5 separate regions of the Mus musculus genome follow, and all the other regions are linked to region 3. The links are chromatin contacts, called in public HiChIP or PLAC-seq and promoter capture Hi-C maps. All regions are on one chromosome and are shown on one strand. Each heading gives the region's core, a stretch centred on a gene start, on an enhancer-like site or on the middle of the called end of the contact. The rest is flanking DNA. Distances are from core to core; before and after follow the strand shown. Region 1 overlaps Rcc1l (reculator of chromosome condensation 1 like). Region 2 holds the start of Ncf1 (neutrophil cytosolic factor 1). Region 3 overlaps Gtf2ird1 (general transcription factor II I repeat domain-containing 1). Region 4 holds the start of Gtf2ird2 (GTF2I repeat domain containing 2). Region 5 overlaps Gtf2ird2 (GTF2I repeat domain containing 2).

The links. HiChIP or PLAC-seq counts read pairs in DNA pulled down with a chosen protein or histone mark. Capture Hi-C pulls out chosen DNA fragments and counts their contacts.
Region 1: a promoter capture Hi-C map of liver shows a contact between it and region 3. The contact joins two enhancer-like sites. A contact is called at or near these places in 2 of 115 datasets of contacts at active chromatin or transcription factors (both in embryonic stem cells) and 3 of 9 other capture datasets (adipose tissue, liver and pancreatic islet).
Region 2: a contact with region 3 is called in an H3K4me3 HiChIP or PLAC-seq map of bone marrow-derived macrophages, with 3 times the contacts expected there. The contact joins the promoter of Ncf1 here to the enhancer-like site in region 3. A contact is called at or near these places in 9 of 39 promoter capture datasets (the 3T3-L1 cell line, the C10 cell line, cranial neural crest and 6 more), 3 of 484 Hi-C or Micro-C datasets (Sertoli cells, double positive thymocytes and embryonic stem cells), 4 of 115 datasets of contacts at active chromatin or transcription factors (bone marrow-derived macrophages, double positive thymocytes and embryonic stem cells) and 3 of 9 other capture datasets (adipose tissue, liver and pancreatic islet).
Region 4: a contact with region 3 is called in an H3K27ac HiChIP or PLAC-seq map of double positive thymocytes, with 5 times the contacts expected there. The contact joins the promoter of Gtf2ird2 here to the enhancer-like site in region 3. A contact is called at or near these places in 19 of 39 promoter capture datasets (the C10 cell line, the HPC-7 cell line, HPC-7-derived erythroid cells and 12 more), 7 of 15 datasets of contacts at CTCF or cohesin (the G1E-ER4 cell line, embryonic stem cells, large pre-B cells and 2 more), 58 of 484 Hi-C or Micro-C datasets (the AtT-20 cell line, the Ba/F3 cell line, CD4 T cells and 30 more), 49 of 115 datasets of contacts at active chromatin or transcription factors (the 230-238 cell line, CD4 single positive thymocytes, DN3 thymocytes and 31 more) and 5 of 9 other capture datasets (adipose tissue, embryonic stem cells, liver and 2 more).
Region 5: a promoter capture Hi-C map of liver shows a contact between it and region 3. The contact joins two enhancer-like sites. A contact is called at or near these places in 5 of 39 promoter capture datasets (the 3T3-L1 cell line, hippocampal neurons, liver and 2 more), 4 of 484 Hi-C or Micro-C datasets (Sertoli cells, bone marrow-derived macrophages, cranial neural crest and 1 more), 4 of 115 datasets of contacts at active chromatin or transcription factors (bone marrow-derived macrophages, double positive thymocytes, embryonic stem cells and 1 more) and 3 of 9 other capture datasets (adipose tissue, liver and pancreatic islet).

What each region holds. Positions count from the first base shown.
Region 1 is chr5:134,154,818-134,158,499 of GRCm38.p6, reverse strand. It overlaps Rcc1l (reculator of chromosome condensation 1 like), which reads left to right. Exons shown (of 11, transcript NM_033572.2): 8 at 822-909; 9 at 2,587-2,760. Among named protein-coding and RNA genes, the nearest start is that of Rcc1l, 20 kb to the left of the region's middle. Within about 2 kb of position 2,254, at least 7 of the 459 cell types and tissues checked have an H3K27ac peak or open chromatin away from gene starts, as enhancers often do. A contact at or near this core is called in liver, where this site is marked.
Region 2 is chr5:134,227,433-134,230,989 of GRCm38.p6, reverse strand. Ncf1 (neutrophil cytosolic factor 1) reads left to right here and starts at 1,365. Exons shown (of 11, transcript NM_010876.4): 1 at 1,365-1,494; 2 at 2,835-2,915; 3 at 3,465-3,540. The coding sequence starts at 1,423.
Region 3 is chr5:134,372,749-134,376,233 of GRCm38.p6, reverse strand. It overlaps Gtf2ird1 (general transcription factor II I repeat domain-containing 1), which reads left to right. Exons shown (of 30, transcript NM_001081464.2): 22 at 99-127. Among named protein-coding and RNA genes, the nearest start is that of Gm46925, 26 kb to the right of the region's middle. Within about 2 kb of position 1,548, at least 60 of the 459 cell types and tissues checked have an H3K27ac peak or open chromatin away from gene starts, as enhancers often do. A contact at or near this core is called in CD8 T cells, the HPC-7 cell line, adipose tissue and 7 more, where this site is marked.
Region 4 is chr5:134,181,996-134,185,437 of GRCm38.p6, reverse strand. It overlaps Gtf2ird2 (GTF2I repeat domain containing 2), which reads right to left and starts at 1,400. Exons shown (of 16, transcript NM_053266.1): 1 at 1,180-1,400.
Region 5 is chr5:134,208,586-134,212,083 of GRCm38.p6, reverse strand. Gtf2ird2 (GTF2I repeat domain containing 2) reads right to left here. Exons shown (of 16, transcript NM_053266.1): 11 at 3,142-3,204; 12 at 809-886. Among named protein-coding and RNA genes, the nearest start is that of Ncf1, 19 kb to the left of the region's middle. Within about 2 kb of position 1,988, at least 17 of the 459 cell types and tissues checked have an H3K27ac peak or open chromatin away from gene starts, as enhancers often do. A contact at or near this core is called in liver and microglia, where this site is marked.

The DNA of each region.
Region 1 (3,682 bases), core at 1,005-3,504, 220 kb after region 3:
TGAGTGTAGGGAAGAGAGCGTCAGAGTCCCTGGAGCTAGTTATAGGTAGTGGTGAGCTGCCAGATGTGGGTTCTGGAAACTAAACTTGGGTGATCGGAAAAAGCAACAATACTCTTAAAAACCATCTTTTTCCTCTTTTTCTTTTCTTTTGAGACTGGGTCTCACTATGTAGCCTTAATGGGTCTAGAACTTTGTTATGTAGACCAGATTGGCCTTGAACTCACAGAAATCTGCCTGTCTCTGCATCCTGAGTGTAGGGCTTAAAAAAAAAAAGTGCTTACATCCTTCCCCCACCCCCACCCTCTCCTCTCTTAAAGGGCAGTGGGCAGAGATTTAATTCATAACACTGACTGGCCTGGGACTCTATTTAGACCAGGGTCTCAAACTCACAGAGAGCCTGTGCCTCTGCCTCCTGTGCTGGGATGAAACGTATGAGCCAGCGCACCTCTTACCATAGGCTGTGATTTTCCTGTTCCTTTGTCATAGCTCTTCCCACTGGAGGATGCGCCCTTCTTCCATTGCCTAGCTACCTCTACTTACCCTTCAGAGCTTAGGAAAAGTGACACACACCTTCCCCTCCCCCAAAGCCCCTCTGCACTTTGATATAACAAGGTGCTGAGTTTGGTCACCTTCTGCCTCACAAAGAGGGGCCTCTCTGGCTCCCTTCTGTGTCCCAAGCCCTTCTTAGGAAGCTTGGTGAGCAAGAGATGCTGGGGAGAGCTCTGTGAGGTTAGTGAGTGAGCTGCGACCCCAGCCAAGGGCTCTTTCTGCTTCTGGCTAGTCTGTTGTCCTAAGCGTGCCCACCCTTGTCTTTGGTGCAGGTGAATGTCCCTCGGTGCCTGCCTTTCTCTGGAGTAGGCAAGGTGAAGCAGGTGGCTTGTGGTGGCACAGGCTGTGCTGTACTGAACGGTAAGAGCCACTTCTTGGCAGCTCTGTGGGAAGCCTGCAGACGGGAGTGTGGCTGTGGGACCCTGTAGTAGTTCAGTGACTCAGGTCGGGGTGATCTCCCAGCAGGTCCGTAGCTCATGAGATAGGTGTATAGACAACCACAGGGCTCCGTCATTTTTATAGCAGATGTCTCTGGATCCTGGAGCTGGGGATCAGACCCAGGCCCCTATGCACACTATGGGGAGTCTAGGCAGATGCTCTACCCCTTAGCCACATGCCCAGGCTCTCATGCATGAAAAATCTGCTGTTACTGGGCTCTACCCCTAGCAGCAGAATTGTACCTGTTATAGCCAGGGCTGCAGAGAGCTCAGTGGTAAGGCACTGATGCTAGGAGAGCCAGGCATTGTCCAGAGCACTGTGCCAAAGACAACAGAAAACCCAAACCCAAAACCAAACCGAACCAAACCAATATATCAATAATGGTGGAGGGGTGGTAAGAAGACAGGAAAGAAGGGGAAAGGAAAGAAAAGGAAGCCTGGTGCGCACTCAGGGGCTGAGGCAGAGGATTGTCAGTTCCTGACCAGCATGGACTGCAGAGCAAGGCTGTGTCTTAATACAAAACACCTGGAGTTTCAGGGAGTCCAGTGGTTAAGGGCACGTGTTCTTGTAGGAGACCCAGGTTCGATTCCCGGCACCCACATGGCAGTTCACAACCATCCATAACTCTAGTCCAGGGAGTTTGATACCCTCTCTTAACCTCCTCGGGCATCAGGCACCCATGTGATGCACAGATACACATTTGAGCAGAAGACTCACACACATAAAATGAATCTTAAAAAACAAGACCAAAAAAGGCCTAAAACAAAACCCCAAACTTCTGCTCCCCCAAAAGAAAGTTAAAAAGTATTTCTAAAAGTCTTAAGAATCTGGTTGGGGGCTGGAGAGATGGCTCAGCAGTTAGCACCGACTGCTCTTCTGAAGGTCCTGAGCTCAAATCCTAGTAACCACATGGTGGCTCACAACCATCCCTAACAAGATCTGATGACCTCTTCTGGAGTGTCTGAAGACAGATGCAGTATACTTACATATAATAAATAAATCTTTAAAAAAAAAAAAAATCTGGTTGGAAGCTGGGCGTAGTGGTGCATGCCTTTAATCCCAGCACTTGGGAGGCAGAGGCCGGCAGATTTTTGAGTACAAGGCCAACCTGGTCTACAGAGTGAGTTCAAGGACAGCCAAGGCTACACAGAGAAACCCTGTCTCGGAAAAAAAAAAAAAAAAAAAAAAAAAGATTTTGTTTGGAATGGCTTGTTTCTGGCATGGCTCTCTGATCAATGTGAAATTTGGAACTGTCATTAGGGACAGTGTCCACGTTTTTATGTGCGCAGTGTGTTTTATGCATACCCTTCCCCCATCCCCCTCAACAAGTGGGTTGCTTCTGCTCTGAGACTGGCTTCCTCCCTAGTCAGACTCAGAGTGGGTCTCAGTGTTCCAAGGTGACCTTCAGGCGTCCACCGCCTGAGTTCAGGGATTACAGGCGTGCTCCATTCTGTCTGGTTTCTGCAGTCTGTGGACAGCACCAAGGGCTTTGTGCATGCTGGGCAGGCATGCTATCCCTGAACCCAGCCCCTGTAGATTTTATGGCAAGGGAGGGCTCTGCTTGGCTTGACTCACAACCACTGTTTTGTTGTAACACAGCGGAGGGACATGTTTTCGTCTGGGGCTATGGAATTCTTGGGAAAGGACCAAAGCTCTTGGAAACGGCAATTCCAGAAATGATTCCACCCACGCTCTTTGGTTTGACGGAGTTTAACCCTGAAGTCCAGGTTTCCCAGATCCGATGTGGGCTTAGCCACTTTGCCGCACTCACCAGTAAGTTACTGGCTGGACAGCCAGGCCAAAATCTGTTCCTTCTTAAACTGGAATAGCTCTCAACTTCTGTCATCAAACTACATCCATTTATAGTCATCCATCCATCCATCCATCCATCCAATAGGCTTATGTCTTCACAGGATAAGTGAAGAGGGAGGCCACGGCAGAGGTAGCCCAGTTTGTATCATACAGCACACACCTTTAATGCTGCCACTGTGGTTGGGTCTTTGGTTTGTGGTGAGGCCTGTGCTGCAGTGATCTCACAGGAGGCACCTGTTTGGGGGTGGTGGGTGGGGAGAAGGGTTTAGTGAGTGCTGGTGAGAACCAGGAGAGGTCTGGGCTGTGCCTGGACAGGTGATGCAGAAGTGGGTGGCAAGTGGCCCACCTTACAGACCCTCCAGCGTGCTGGGGCGAGATGACCACAGCGCTGGCAGGCTTTTGGCTCTTGAAGGCTGGGCAGGTTGTAGAGCCATGAAATACCAAATTGTTCCCCAAGAACCTGGACCCCGGCCTTCCACACATTCCAGGTTCAGTGTCTTGGTTCAGCCTGCTCTGCAGTCCCTGGACAGCACAGTTGCATGTGCATGTCACATGGACATTCCCAGGGCGCTTCTGCTTCCTTGCCATTCAGAAGTCCTTGCGAGAAAGGCATACATTTCCCTTTTTCTTGACACCAGAGCCTAAATTTGCCCTTTTTTGGGTACTTTTAGTCTGTCATGTTACTGACCTCTATGCCTACTCAAATGGCATGGCTCCTTTTCACTCCTAAGCTCTACTTGTGAATCTATAATGAGCATCTCTCTAAAAATAAAATAATAACAATTTATAAAAAGGTCTTTTTTTTTTTTTTTTGATTCAAGATGTGGCTCAGTGGTAGAGCCCCTGCCTAGAATCCCCCAGTGAGGGGCTGGGGGCGTGGCTC
Region 2 (3,557 bases), core at 116-2,615, 150 kb after region 3:
ACTGCTTCTCTCTCTTGCAGAGGGATCTAACTTCAGTACCAAACATCAATGTCTGCTATTTCACAACTGCCTATAACTGCATCTACACACACACACAAACACACACACACAGAGGATTCTGAGCTTTTCTTTATTTTTTTAAAAAAGTTTTTTTTTTAAATGGTTTTTCGAGACAGGGTTTCTCTGTATAGCTCTGACTGTCCTGGAACTCACTTTGTAGACCAGGCTGGCCTCGAACTTAGAAATCCACCTGCCTCTGCCTCCCAAGTGCTGGGATTAAAGGTGTGTGCCACCACACCTGGCTTTTTAAAAAGATTTATGTATTTATTTTATGTATATGAGTACACTGTAGCTGTACAGATGGTTGTGAGCCTTCATGTGGTTGTTGGGAATTGAATTTAGGACCTCCCCTTGCTCAGGTCGGACCCTCTCACTTCAGATAACTCTTCTCTCTCCATCAGTCCCTGCTTTCTCCGCCCAAAGATTTATTTATTATTATACATTGCAGATGGTTGTGAGCCACCATGTGGTTGCTGGGATTTGAACTCAGGACCTTCAGAAGAAGAGCAGACAGTGCTCTTACCCACTGAGCCATCTCGCTGGCCCTAAACTTTTCTTTAATGTAGGTTCTAGAGATAGAACTCAGGTCCTCAGGCTTGTATGCCAAGGACTTTATCTGCGGAGCCATGTCCAGTCCTGGTCCTGTAAAGACAGGACTTCTAAAGTCAATCTCACGTAGGCCAGGCTATCTTCAAACTCATTATATAGCTGAAGCTGGCCTTGAACCCTTGATTCTCCTGCCTCTACCTCCCAAGGGCTGGGGTCACAGGCTTTTTTTTTTTTCCTGAGATAGGGTTTCTCTGTATAGCCCTGGCTGTCCTGGAACTCACTTTGTAGACCAGGCTGGCCTCGAACTCAGAAATCTGCCGGCCTCTGCCTGCCACCACACCCAGCTTTTTTTTTTTTAAGATTTATTTATTTATTTTATTAATCTGAGCATGCTGTAGCTGTCTTCAGACAACACCAGAAGAGGGCATCAGATCCCATTACAGATGGTTGTGAGCCACCATGTGATTGCTGGGAATTGAACTGAGAACCTCTGGAAGAGCAGTCAGTGCTCTTAAGCACTGCACCAGCTCTCCAGCCCCATGTTTGTTGGGGGTGGTTCAGAACTGTAGAGAGGCCCCAGTGCCTGGGTTGGGCCATGGTGTCGGTAGAACAGGTTTCTGTGCTTCAGGGCCCCTGGCTGCCCCACCACTCTGTTGAAGCTCAAAAATTCTCAGAAAGTGAAAGACTAAGTCTAAGAGCCTCCTGGGCCTTCCCCGCCCTTACCCCACAAGCAGCAGAAACCACTTCTTCTTTTTAGTGTATTTAAGGCCCAGCCCAGGCTATAGAGAGAAGTGTCCCTGTCACGGCCCAGCCATGGGGGACACCTTCATTCGCCATATTGCCCTGCTGGGCTTCGAGAAGCGCTTCATCCCCAGCCAGCACTATGTGAGTAGCCTAAGAGTGCCCTGCAGGAGCGCATAGTGGGGACAGTGCTATCACTCTGCTGCTACCCAAAAACCACCTGGACCAGGGAAGGAGATGAGAGGAAGGGAGACCAGGGAAGGATGTGAGGGGAAGGGGGACCAGGGGAGGATATGGGGGGAGGGGTCCAGGGGAGGATATGAGGGGGAGGGGGACCAAGGGAAGGATGTGAGAGGGAGGGGGATCAGGGGAGGATATGGGGGGAGGGAGAACAGGGGAAGGATATGGAGAGAGGGAGACCAGGGGAAGGATGTGAGAGGGAGGGGGGACCAGGGGAGGATATGGGGGGAGGGAGAACAGGGGAAGGATATGGGGAGGAGGGGTCCAGGGGAGGCTATGAGGGGGAGGGGGACCAAGGGAAGGATGTGAGAGGGAGGGGGACCAGGGAAGGATATGGGGGGAGGGAGAACAGGGGAAGGATATGGGAGGAGGGGTCCAGGGGAGGCTATGAGGGGGAGGGGGACCAAGGGAAGGATGTGAGGGGGAGGGGGACCAGGGGAAGATATACCTCCGTGGGGACCTCTCAGGCACAGGGCTTTCTTATCCTTGGGCTTCAGGCTTCTCTTGGGTGTTCACAAAGGACCCTGCCATGGTGAGCAGATACCCCTGTGCACCGTCCCAGCTGCCTCCCTCTCTGTCTTCACACTGAGCCCCCAAGCATGCCAGAGCTCAACCTTACCCTCTGTCCAGTGCCTAGGACCAAGGCTCATTCCTACCAGGAAACCTCCCTGTCTAGTCAGCTCCAGGAGTGGCCCTGCATGGCAGCCTGCGAGGCCTGGAAACTGTGGCTTTTTTTTCTCTCCTCTTCTATGATATTGGTTACTGAGTTTGGATCCCTAGTAGGGGACGATGTCTCCCGTTTGCCCTGGGGAGATGAGGTCGAGGAATATCTGCCCATATATCTAGACTCTATCACTGGGTCTGCTCGGCCCAAGGCAGGCCAGAGATGGTGCCGCCCAGCACTTGTAAGCTGTTTACCTGGGACCCTCAGCAGTTAAGAGCTAAGTCTCCCCTCCCTCCTCCCTCCCTCTCTAAATATAAATGTTCTGAATCATTCCACAACCAAAAGCCACACCAGAAGAGGGGACAGCGGTCACCCTGGGTGTTTCCTTCATGTCCTCCATCCCTCCCCTGGAGACAATCACAGGGGTATTTTTAGACAGAGTCTCACAATGTAGCAAAACCCCCAAAGATTGCCTCACCACAACCCCTCAGCCTTCCATCCAAGGCTAAAAAGGCAGCCCAGGGGCACAGCATGGTCCTCGTGGGTGCTGAGTGCCCCTCTCGGCTCTAATGCCCCTCAGGTGTACATGTTCCTGGTTAAGTGGCAGGACCTGTCGGAGAAGGTGGTCTACAGAAAATTCACCGAGATCTACGAGTTCCATGTGAGTGTTGGGGGAGGGGCAGATTCGAACTGCAGCTTTGCCTCTGCCTTTGTGGACCTCAAGCTCAGCATGTATCTGAAGTCAGATTAGCCTGGGGTACCTAGAGATTTCCGAGGGCTACATAGTGAGACCCTGTCTCAAAATAAACAAATGAAGGAGACAGGGACAGAGGAGATAACACACACACACACACACACACACACACACACACACACACACACACACACAAAGGGGGTGGGTGGGTGGGAATGAGAATATTTCAATGGGACTTTTGTGGACCCAATGGCTCCCCCTCCCGGTGAGTGTTATGAACTGCTCCAACTTAGATCTTTTCGAGCACCCCTTTTGTTCTTTCTCATGTATCTAAGACTGGCTTCAAACTCATTACACAACAAGGATGCCTTTGAACTCCTGATCCTCCTGCCTCAATTCCTGAGTGTGTGCACCCCACGTCCCATTTCTGCAATGCTCAGGGTGGAACCCAAGACTGCGTGCATACTAGGCAATCTGTGCCACGGAGCCCAGCCCAGGTTTTCTTCTTCTATCTAGAAAATGCTGAAGGAGATGTTCCCCATTGAGGCCGGCGAGATCCACACAGAGAACAGAGTCATCCCACACCTCCCGGGTGAGAGCACGGCTTGA
Region 3 (3,485 bases), core at 299-2,798:
TTGTTACCAATCCCTTGGCAAGCTAGTATCATCATCTACCTGGTGGTAACCTCGTCCCCATCCCTTTCCCCTGAAGCTCACTTCTGTTTCCCTTCCAGGCCATTCCAAGGACTTATCCCAAAGCCTGGTAAGTGGTACTTCTGGGGGTTTGGGAGGTACTTGGTATTAGGGGTGGGGGTTTGTGCACAGTTCTGGAAATTCAAAACCTTCATGGGAGACACCTGCCTGGCTCAGGCGCAGGACCAGGGTACTACCCTGCTGTTCCTGCAACTCCCTTTGCGTCTGCCTCCGGTTGATGGAGAAAGGCTGCAGAATCCCTGGTCTTAAGACCCAGAGACCCCGTTGAGATAACATTGGAACCACGGGCTTCACCCAGTCAGTCCCATGACCTCCGGGAGACCTGGCTAACTCAGGAAATGGGGAAAATTGATGGCAAATGTATTTGAATGTTGTCATAGGGTACAGGGAGCTTGGTGGTAATATGTGAGGCATTGGGGAGCTAGGAAGATAACATAGTCTATAAAGTATTTGCTGTGCAAACAAGAGAACCTGAGTTTAATCCCAGGAACCCACATTTAAAAAAATCTGTGTAGGGGTGGATGGGATGGGGGGGGGGGAGAAAACACAGCTGTGCTTTGTGGTGCAGTTTGTAATCCTGTTTGGAGGAGGTGGAGCTTTGCAAATTGCTAGGGCTCACTGAGCAGCCTGCCTGGTCTATTCAGCAAGTTAGCTCCAGGTCAGTGAGAGACCATCTCAAATGAACAAAAGAAAAAAAGCTGAGCATAGTGGCCCACCTGGGAGGCAGAATTTGAGGTTTGCTTGTCTACAAAATGAATTCTAGGACAGCCTGGCGCTACACAGAGAAACATTGTTTCAAAAAACAAAAGCTAGAGAGCTCCTCTGGAATCCCCAGTGAAAGGCTGGTGAGTGGCTCAGTGGTAGAGCCCCTGCCTAGAATCCCCCAGTGAGGGGCTGGGGGCGTGGCTCAGTGGTAGAGCCCCTGCCTAGAATCCCCCAGTGAGGGGCTGGGGGCGTGGCTCAGTGGTAGAGCCCCTGCCTAGAATCCCCCAGGGAGGGGCTGGGGGTGTGGCTCAGTGGTAGAGCCCCTGCCTAGAATCCCCCAGTGAGGGGCTGGGGGCATGGCTAAATCAAGCTTGCTAAGATTTCGTGTATTTCACCAAGCCTGGTTTATGAGGTACTGGGGCTGGAACCAGGGCTTTATGCACTCTAGACAAGAACCTATCAAATCAAGTATATCCTTAGCCCCCAAGACCCCATCTTGAAAAAAAAAAGTAAACAAAACAAACAAAAGAAGCCCCTGGCCTCATTTTTACCTGCTGCAGCAGCTAACTGGGTGGACTCTAGGATCCTGGTGCCCACTGTGGAGAGAGCCCTGGGTGGGACCAGAGGCTGGACCAGAGCTGGCAGTCAGACCATGAGGGAAATGAGTACTTCCTCAGGAAGGAAGCTGGGGACAAGGCAGTACTTGTGAACACAGAGGGCTGCCTTTCCACCAATGAGAGATCCAGAAAGTCCCTTCTTTGGGACTGACCCTAGCTCAGCCTGTCTGCCCTCCACCCCAGCTCTTGAGTTAGTTTGTAAACATGGGCCTCTTGGACCCTGGCTGATGATAGCCTAAAGTCAGACCCTAGCCAGTTGCCACCCCTGACACAAGTGATTATCTAAGCTGATGTCACTGCTGGGTGCTTCTGCTCCTGTCCCTCTGGGGTCCAGGAAGTATGGCTAGACCTCCAGCCTCGGTAGGAACCCAGTATATAAGTCAGCCAATCCCCCTACAGCCCCCATGGCTCTCCCTGGCCTCCAAACGCACTCGTTTTGGGGACAGCGTCCTGATATGTATCCCAGACTGGCCTCAAATTTGTGGCCTTTCTGCCTCAGCTTCCAGAGCGTTGAAGTTACAGTAGTGGGCCACCACTCTGGGATCGGTTACCTTCTCCCAGGAGGAAACATAGACTCAAGAGAGTTGAAGGAAATTTCTCGAAGTCACAGAGCATTTGCCTAGCCTGGCTGAGATTTGAAAGGAAAAGACTTCCCTACTTGCAGGAGCTAAGTTGTACCTTAATGTGCTAAATCTGATTCTGCTGAGTGTCTCTCTGTCGCCCCCTCCTGACCACTAGGTGCAATGACATGGGTCCTATGGTCCTATCTGTAACCTCCCTTTTTTACAAATTCCCAGTTTAAACTGGTTTATTTACTTGATGGATAGGGTTTGATATTAGGATTTTTTACTTATGTTCGTTATGTTTTTTCTAGACAGGGTTTTTCTGTGTAACCCTGGCTTTCTTGGAACTTGTTCTGTTTACCAGGCTGGTCTTGAACTTATAGAGATCTGCTTGTCTCTGGCTCCAGAGTACTAGGATTAAAGTCATGAGCCACTAGCATCTGGTTTTAGAATTTTGAGTGAGTGTGTGCGTGAGTGGGGGGAGTGTGCCTCTGTGTGTGTGTATGTGTGTGTGTGTGTGTGTGTTTATGTACAGAGGCCAGAGAGCAACCCTAGATGTTGGTCCTGTGGAGCTGCCCTATTAAATGTATTATTATTTTTATTTTATTTTATTTTTTTAAAGATAGTATCTCTCACTGGCCTGAAGCTAGGCTGACCAACTAGTCCCAGGCATCCTTCTGTATCTGCCTCTCTGGTGATGGGATTACAATTTCACACTATCGTTCATAACTTTTAATCGAGGGGGTGGGGGAGAGGTAGGGAAAAGAATTGTTTGTGAGTGCAATTCCTTTAGAGACCAGAAGATGTCACCAGATCCCCTGCTGCTGGAGTTTCAGTTTTGAGCTGCCTGGCACAGGCCCTGAGAACTGAACTCAGGTCCTCTCAAAGAACAGTGAGCATTCTAAACCACTGAGCCATCTCTCCAGCCCTAAGCCTTGCTTTAAAAAAAAAAAAAGAATTACTACATAGTGTGTGTATGTGTGTGTGTGTGTGTATGTATACACCCAGGTCTTCAACCTTAGAGGCAGGAAGGTGTTTTTACCATCTGAGCTACTTGGCTGGCTTCAGGCCCTGCTTTTACAGAGGATGTGGGGCTCAGATCTTATGTTTCCAAGCTAAACACTTTACCCACTCAGCTTTTGTCTGTTGTGGTTATTGCTGCTGTGTTTTGGGGGGGGGGGGATTCTTTATCTGTTTGTTTCACCTGCACGTGTTTATGCGCACCATGTGTGCCTGGTGTCTGTGGAGGCCAGAGAACTAGAGATGTAGGTGGTTGTAAGCCACAATGAATGCTGGGAACCGAACCTTGTTCTTTTGCAAGAGCAACCATCGCTCTTGAACCACTGAGCCATCTCTCTACCCCCACCCCAAGCCCAGTTTCTTCTTTTTTAAAAAAATATTTATTTATCTATTTATGTATTTAATGTATTCGAGTACACTGTGGCTGTCTTCAGACACACCAGAAGAGGGCATCAGATCCCATTACAGATGATTAGAGCCACCATGTGGTTGCTGAGAATTG
Region 4 (3,442 bases), core at 151-2,650, 190 kb after region 3:
CTGTAACTCTCTGAAATCCTCCTGCCTCAGTATCCCCAGTGCTGGGCTGACAGACACATTTGAGTTACCACACTAGGCTTGAGTTCTGTTATTTTGTTTTTATTTTACTTTGGAAGGAATTCTTTTTCTGACTTGCATTGTATTTTAAAGGATGAGTTTTCCTGTATCTCAATAAAGCGGCTATAATTTATTTAGTGACAAGGTCCCACTGTGTAGCCCCAGCAGGCCTGGAACTTGCTATATATAGGCAGTCCTTGAACTCTCAGATCCATTTGAAGGCCACCGTTGCCGGCTCATTCTGGTTCTCTGTGCTGAAATAAGTACATTCTAGAATAATGTTTTGGGTGCAATAGGTTAAATACATTACTATAGTGAATTTTAATTTGTAAAAATTTACTTTAAATTTTAAAGTTACTAAACATTTTAAACGTTTTAAAATAAATTAAAATTTTTTTGAGCCAGGCGATGGTGGCGCACACCTTCAATCCCAACACTTGGGAGGCAGAGGCAGGCGGATTTCTGAGTTTGAGGCCAGCCTGGTCTACAGAGTGAGTTCCAGGACAGCCAGGGCTACACAGAGAAACCCTGTCTGGAAAAAAAAATTTTTTTTTTGATTGTTGTACTAGTTGTTATGGCCATAGGCCACCTTGTACTCTCAACCAGACCAGACACAAGCCACATTTTGGAGGCTGGGCCCTTTCTTCCGTTCTCTTCATCGACCTAAACCACTGGCTGCCACAAACACCAAACGCCCCCATAATCCTGGAGCCAACAAGCAAAGCCAGCCGCCGAAGGTGGAGCCAGAGCGCCGTTGCTAGGCAACCGCGATGGCCCCGCCCCTTCCCCTAACCAATCAAGGGTTTCTAAACACAGCGCAGGTACGTCAGGTGGCGCGTGACCTCGGCACGCACCGGGCGCAGCTTTCCCCGCCTCCTCGCCCCGTCACAACCAATCGAAAGCGAGATTTTGGTGCGCGCCTGGCGTGCGAAAGTCGCCTAACCCCACGTCTTCCCCGCCCCGCCCCCCACTCTTCACGGCCCGATCGCGGTAGGGAAAATGGGGGTCGGCGCTGACCACCGGGCGCCCGAAGGTCCCGCCACGCACCCCGAGAGATCGCTCTGCCCCGGCGGGGACTCCCGGAAGCGGAAGTTGTGAGGGAAGCGGCGGCGGGATACGCACCTGAGGGCCCTGCTTTGCGGGCCGCGCCGGGGGTCTGGAGCCTGGCTTGCGCGTGCGCAGCGGCTCTGCGCCGGCGACCGCAGCTCGGGGGCCGCGGGCGCCTCCTCTCCGCTCCCTTCCTGTTTTTCGTTTTTATTATTTTTTCTCCCTCTTTTTTATTTTATTTTTTGTCTTTGTTTGCTTCCTGGAAGGAAGGTCGGCTTCCCGCGCGTGGCCGAAGCACCCCCGGTGGGGACGGCCACTTCCGGTGCGCTGCAGGACGGCTTCCGCGAGGCCGCCGGCCGGGCTGCGTGGCGTGCACGTGGCTTCGCGCCTTCCCTGGATGTGCATGGCCGTTCTGGATAGATAGAGATATTTTAAAATGTGGTTGTGCGTGCACGTGGAAGCGGAGAGGTCACCCCACGTGTTACTCAGGCACCCACTCCCCCCACCCCCCGCGACAGAGTTTTTCTTGTAGCCCTGGCTAGCCTGCGTTGTAGACCAGGCTGGCCTCGGACTCAGAGTCCACTGCCTCTGCTTCCCGAGTGCTGGGATTAAAGGCGTGCGCCATCACACCACCTACCTTTTAGGACATTGCATTTCCTTTAAAACTAATTTTTGTGCCTGTGTCAGTTCTATGTTCTTGTGTTTGCGTGGCTGCATGTCTCGGGAGCTATTCGTAAAGCACCATCTGTTGTAAGTATTTTGCCACCCTGTTTATATGCACCACGGGGAGGCCAGAAGAGGTCACAGTATCCCCTGGACCAGGAGTTTCAGACGGTATGGATGCGGGAACTGATCAAGTGTTCTTAACCACGGAGCCATCCCTCCAGCCCCACTTTACAAGGGTTCCAGTTTTATTTGTTTGTTTGCTTTAAAATATACTGGAAAGGGGGTTGGAGCAGTGGCTCAGCTGTTAAGAGCTGATAAGTGTGCTTTCAGAAGACCAGTGTCTGTGTCAAGCACAGCACACGTGCCTGTAACTCGCATTTCCAAAGGATTGGAATCCTTTGGCCTCTGTATGCACCCACACCCGCTTAAAAAAAATAAAATATTTAAAAAATACTTTTAAAGATTTGTTGCTTGGTGTACATGCCATTAATACTAGCATTCACAAGGAAGAAATAGGCAAATCTCTCTGAGTTTGAGGCCAGCCATGACTACATATAAGATCCTGTCCCAAAATAAAATGAGAACACTTTGTTCATATCAGGAAAGGCTGTGTAGCTTCCGACATAGTTTGTATTTGCTCGTGTTCTTGAGCTGGCTCCAATAAATCCTTTCCTCCCAGGTCACAAGTGGGTCACTGATTGCTAGATCCTATGGTGTTCGTCCAGCCTGAAAATCTCTTGCTCTGGCTACTTGTCAAAATCAGGTCACTCACCCTTGCAATGTGGCCTTTTAGGGCACAGTGCTTGGTGGCTGTTCTGGCTCCCACTCAATCTCCTTTCTTCCCACTCTCAGATTGCCATGACGTTTCCTACTTTCTGTCTCCAAGCTCTGCTGTCTGCCCTCAGTCCTTGACTTACTTAGTTTTAGGATTATTAAATAACATTTCCGTGTTGGGTGGTAGTACAGGCCATTAATCCCAGCACTCTGGAGGCAAAGGCAGGGGGATCTCAGAGTTCAAGGCCAGCATGGTCTACAGAATAAGTTCCTCGATAGCCAAAGATATGCAGAGAAACCCTGTCTCAAAAAGCATAACAATAACAACAAAACAAAAAAAAAAAGGCCCCCAAAACATTTACAGGATTTACAGGTCTTCAGTCTAGACCAGTCCTCTGAACTGGAGATCTGTGTAGCCAGAGTCTGTTTTGAAATCTCCACTCTCGAGATGACCAGCCTCAGGAGGACAACATGGCGCACCCTCTCCCTAGTCTTCTCCTCCTCCCTATCTCAAGGTCACAGGTTTCAGCCTACAATACTCGGATCCCATGGGATGGGAGCAGGTGCTGGAGGGCCTGCTTCATTTCCTGACAGGAAGCAGAGGAAGGAAGAGGGAGGGAGAGGGGGAGGAGAAAGGAGGGAAAGGAAAGGCAAGGCAAGAAAAAAGAAGAGACTTAGAGCTACATCATCAGTGAGCCACTTCCTCCAGCTAGGTCCTGAAATTTCCAGAGCACCCCAAATAGGGTAATCAGCTGGGGTTCACGTTTTCAATATATGGACTGGGGAGGACACTACCCCGACCATAATAGCTGGTTGAATTTTCCTCCCTCCACCACCCCCTGCCCCTCCCCCCTCTTCCTTCCTTCCTTCCTTCCTTCCTTCCTTCCTTCCTTCCTTT
Region 5 (3,498 bases), core at 739-3,238, 160 kb after region 3:
GGCGTGCGCCACCACGCCTGGTGGTTTCCTGCTTTTTCAAGACAAGGTTTCTCTGTGCAGCCCTGGCTGTGCTGGAACTTGATCTGTAGACCAGGGTGAGATCTGCCTGCCTCTGCCTCCCGAGTGCTGGGGTTTAATGCATGCACCACCATATCCAGCTCTAATTAAAAACATTCTTTTAAAAGCTTGGTGTGGTGGTCCATACCTCTCAGCACTCAGGAAGCAGAAGCAGGCAGATCTCTGTATTAGAGGCCAGCCTGTCTACACAGTGAGTTCCAGGCCAGCCAGGGATACAGAGTGGGACCCTGTCTTAAAACTTAAATAAGTAATCTTTAAAGAGTGGCTCAGGGGGCCTCTGAAGAGCTGGCTCAGTAGCTAAGAGCACTTGCTGCTCTTGCAAAGGTCCTGTTTCCTTTCCAGCGCATGCATCTTACCCTTCCAATCTGAACTTGATGGGCACTAGGCACTGCATAGTGCACACACACACACACAGACAAAACTCATACCCAGGAAACAAAGTAAATCACGACAAATTAAAAATAAATACAGCTGGGTGGTGGTACATGTCTCGAATCCCAGCACTCGGGAGGCAGAGGCAGGCCAATCTCTGAGTTCAAGGCCAGCCTGGTCTGCAGAGCCAGTTTCAGGGCAGCTTCAAGGGATCTTGTGCCCTCTTCTGGGTACCACACTCACAGCACTCACATGGCAGACGCTTGGACACACATACACACCTAAATAAAGGAAAACAAACTTTACAAAAAAGAAAACTGTGATTCAAATGATGAAGACATTAAGTGGATGTCCCCACCTGCGACTGTCACCTGTATGATCCTAAGGTCTTCAACACCTGCTGCAGAGTTTACAAGGTTGGATGGACTTGCATTTCCTTGAGAGCAAACAGAAAGAGTCAGAGTGACCAGAAAATCTGCAAGTCTCTAAAATATACCCAAGTGTTACATAAGGAGAAGTGCAGCCTGGATACTGCCTCCCTATCCCCACCCCTGTGTGCGGTGTTGAAAGATGGTTGACCTTCAAGGTCAATCTGGCTGGACATGTCTGTGAGGGTGCTTCCAGAGTGTACACTGAGGAGAGAAGTCTCAACCTGATGTTGGGGCTCCACCCCATGCTCTGGGGGCCCAGACTGAACAAAAAGAAGAAAGAAAGTTGAGCACCAGCATCAATCTGTCTGCTTCCTGACTGTGGATACAATGTGATCAGCTGCCTCCAGCTCTGGCTACCGTGCAGTGTCTGCTACGCTGGGAAAGACTGTCTCCCCTCCTCTTTTAAGTTGCTGATGTTCTTAGAAAAAAATGTCTTTTCATTTATGTGTATGAGTGTGTGTCTATGTTGGGATGCAAGCATGTAAGCACACAGAGGCCAGAAGAAGCTGGAGTTAGAGGCAGTTGGGAGCCACACGAGATGGGAGCTGGCTGGGAACTAAATTTGGGTCCTCCAGAAGATCAACAACATTGTTCTCAATGGCTAAGCCATTTCTTCAGTCTCTTTGGTTTGTGTTTGTGTTTTTGTTTTTTTCAAGATATGGTTTCTCTGTGAAGTCCTGGCTGTCCTATAGGCCAGGCTGGCCTTGAGCTCAGACATCTTCCTGCCTCTGACTCCTAAGTGCTGGGGTTACAGGTGTGCGCCACCACCGCCCTGCAGTCTCATTAATTCAGTACTTTGTTGCAACATTGTGACAGCTGTTAATGTGCCAGATGGATGGCATCCTCTGACCCTGTACTCTGCGGCTGAACAGGATGATCATCAGGGAGAGGGAGGCCTGAGATTCCTTACATCCAGCTGAAGAGCTGTAGTGAACTGAAAAGCACTGCTTCTGAGGAAGTCCACGTGACTACAGAAAAAGAGACAGTGCACTGGACATCACTCAACTTGGCTCTTGACTCGCCTTCCTCGGCAAGCTGGGATAGACAGGTCAGGAGTTAATCTCTCTTCCTGTCTGCTCGGCTGATTTGGAGGGATGTTTACTTTCACTGCACGCGCTGTGCTTTTGGCTCATTGGGTGTATTTGCTCAGTTCTTAGAGGTGCCCCGTGAAGCCTGCTTTCTAACCCCCACTGCCAAAGGCTTCCTTTGACTGGGAGAACTCCGCCTCTAGCTTGCAATGAGGGTTGCTCTAGCTTGTGCTCTAGCTTGGCAATGAGAATTGGTTTGGAGAAAGCCCCAGACAAGACACTTGTGCAAGGTCCTCCGCCGTATCGTACAAGGCCTTCTGAGTGAGTGTTAGGCTAGCCCATTTCTGCTTAATAAAGTACATGGTGACATCTTCAAAAACAATTGATTGTTGCGGCCCACCCAATAAGGAGACAGCTGCCATCATTAAACCTTTTACTCTCGTTGCAAAGGTGAAACTATCAGGACCCAGGGCTCCAAGTGGCCTTGCTGGCTTTTCATAAATAGAGGATGTGGACACCATACTGTGTCCCCCACCAACCAAACCCTCAAATTAATTCTAACTGTGGCTAAAGAGAGGGCTAATTCTATTTCTATTTGAGGGCCAGTGAGGTGGCTCAGTGGGAAAAGGTACGTTTTCTGCAAAGCTGGTGGCCTGAGTTCGGTCCCCAGGACCCATCTCAAGGTGGAAGGAAGGAGAGAAGTGACTCCACAAAGATGTCCTCTGACTCCTCCATGCATCGAGACATGGTCATCTGTCTTAGTTACTTTTGTGTTGCTATGATAAGAAACCATTGCCAAGGCACCTTATAGAAGGCGGAGTTTACTAGGCTTATGGTTCCAGAGGGTTAGAGTCCATGACCCTTGTGGCAGAAGGCAAGCGGGCACAGTGCTAAAGCAGTAACTAAGAGCTCACATCGTGATCCATGAGCACAAGGCAGAGAGGGCTAACTGGAAATGGTGGGGCCTTTTGAAACCTCCAGGCTCACCTCTAGGGACACAGCTCCATCACCAAGGCCACACCTCCTAATCCTTCCCAAACAGTTCCATCAACTGGGGACCAAGCATTCACACATGGGAGCCTATGGCTCATTCTCATCCAACACATGCATGAATGTGAACATACACACACCGGTTCCAATCACCACCGTACAATAATCATTTCAGAAGTAGTGAGGGCTGCGTGGAAAGTCACCCTGACCATGTGACAATAACAAGCGTTTTGGTGACTCACCTTCCATTTTTACCTCAGTCTCGGGGTCCTCATTGGTCTCTAAAGCGACCATCCGAGTAGACTCTTAAAAAGAAAACATCTAAAATGACATTCATGATTGAGCAATCTCAGGCTCCCACAGTTTACTGCCCCCAGCTCCACCCCTACCCACATTTATCCTCATGCTGGAGTTTTGTTTTGTTTGGAGGCAAGGGCTCACTTGGTAGCCCAGGATGGCCTTGGTTTTAGAATTTTTCAGAAGGTTTATTTTATTCTATGTATAAGAGTGTTTGCTCACATCCGCAGAGATCACGAAACGATGTTAGATCTCCTAGAACTGGAGTTACAATTGTAAGCTGCTATGTGGGTGCTGGGAAC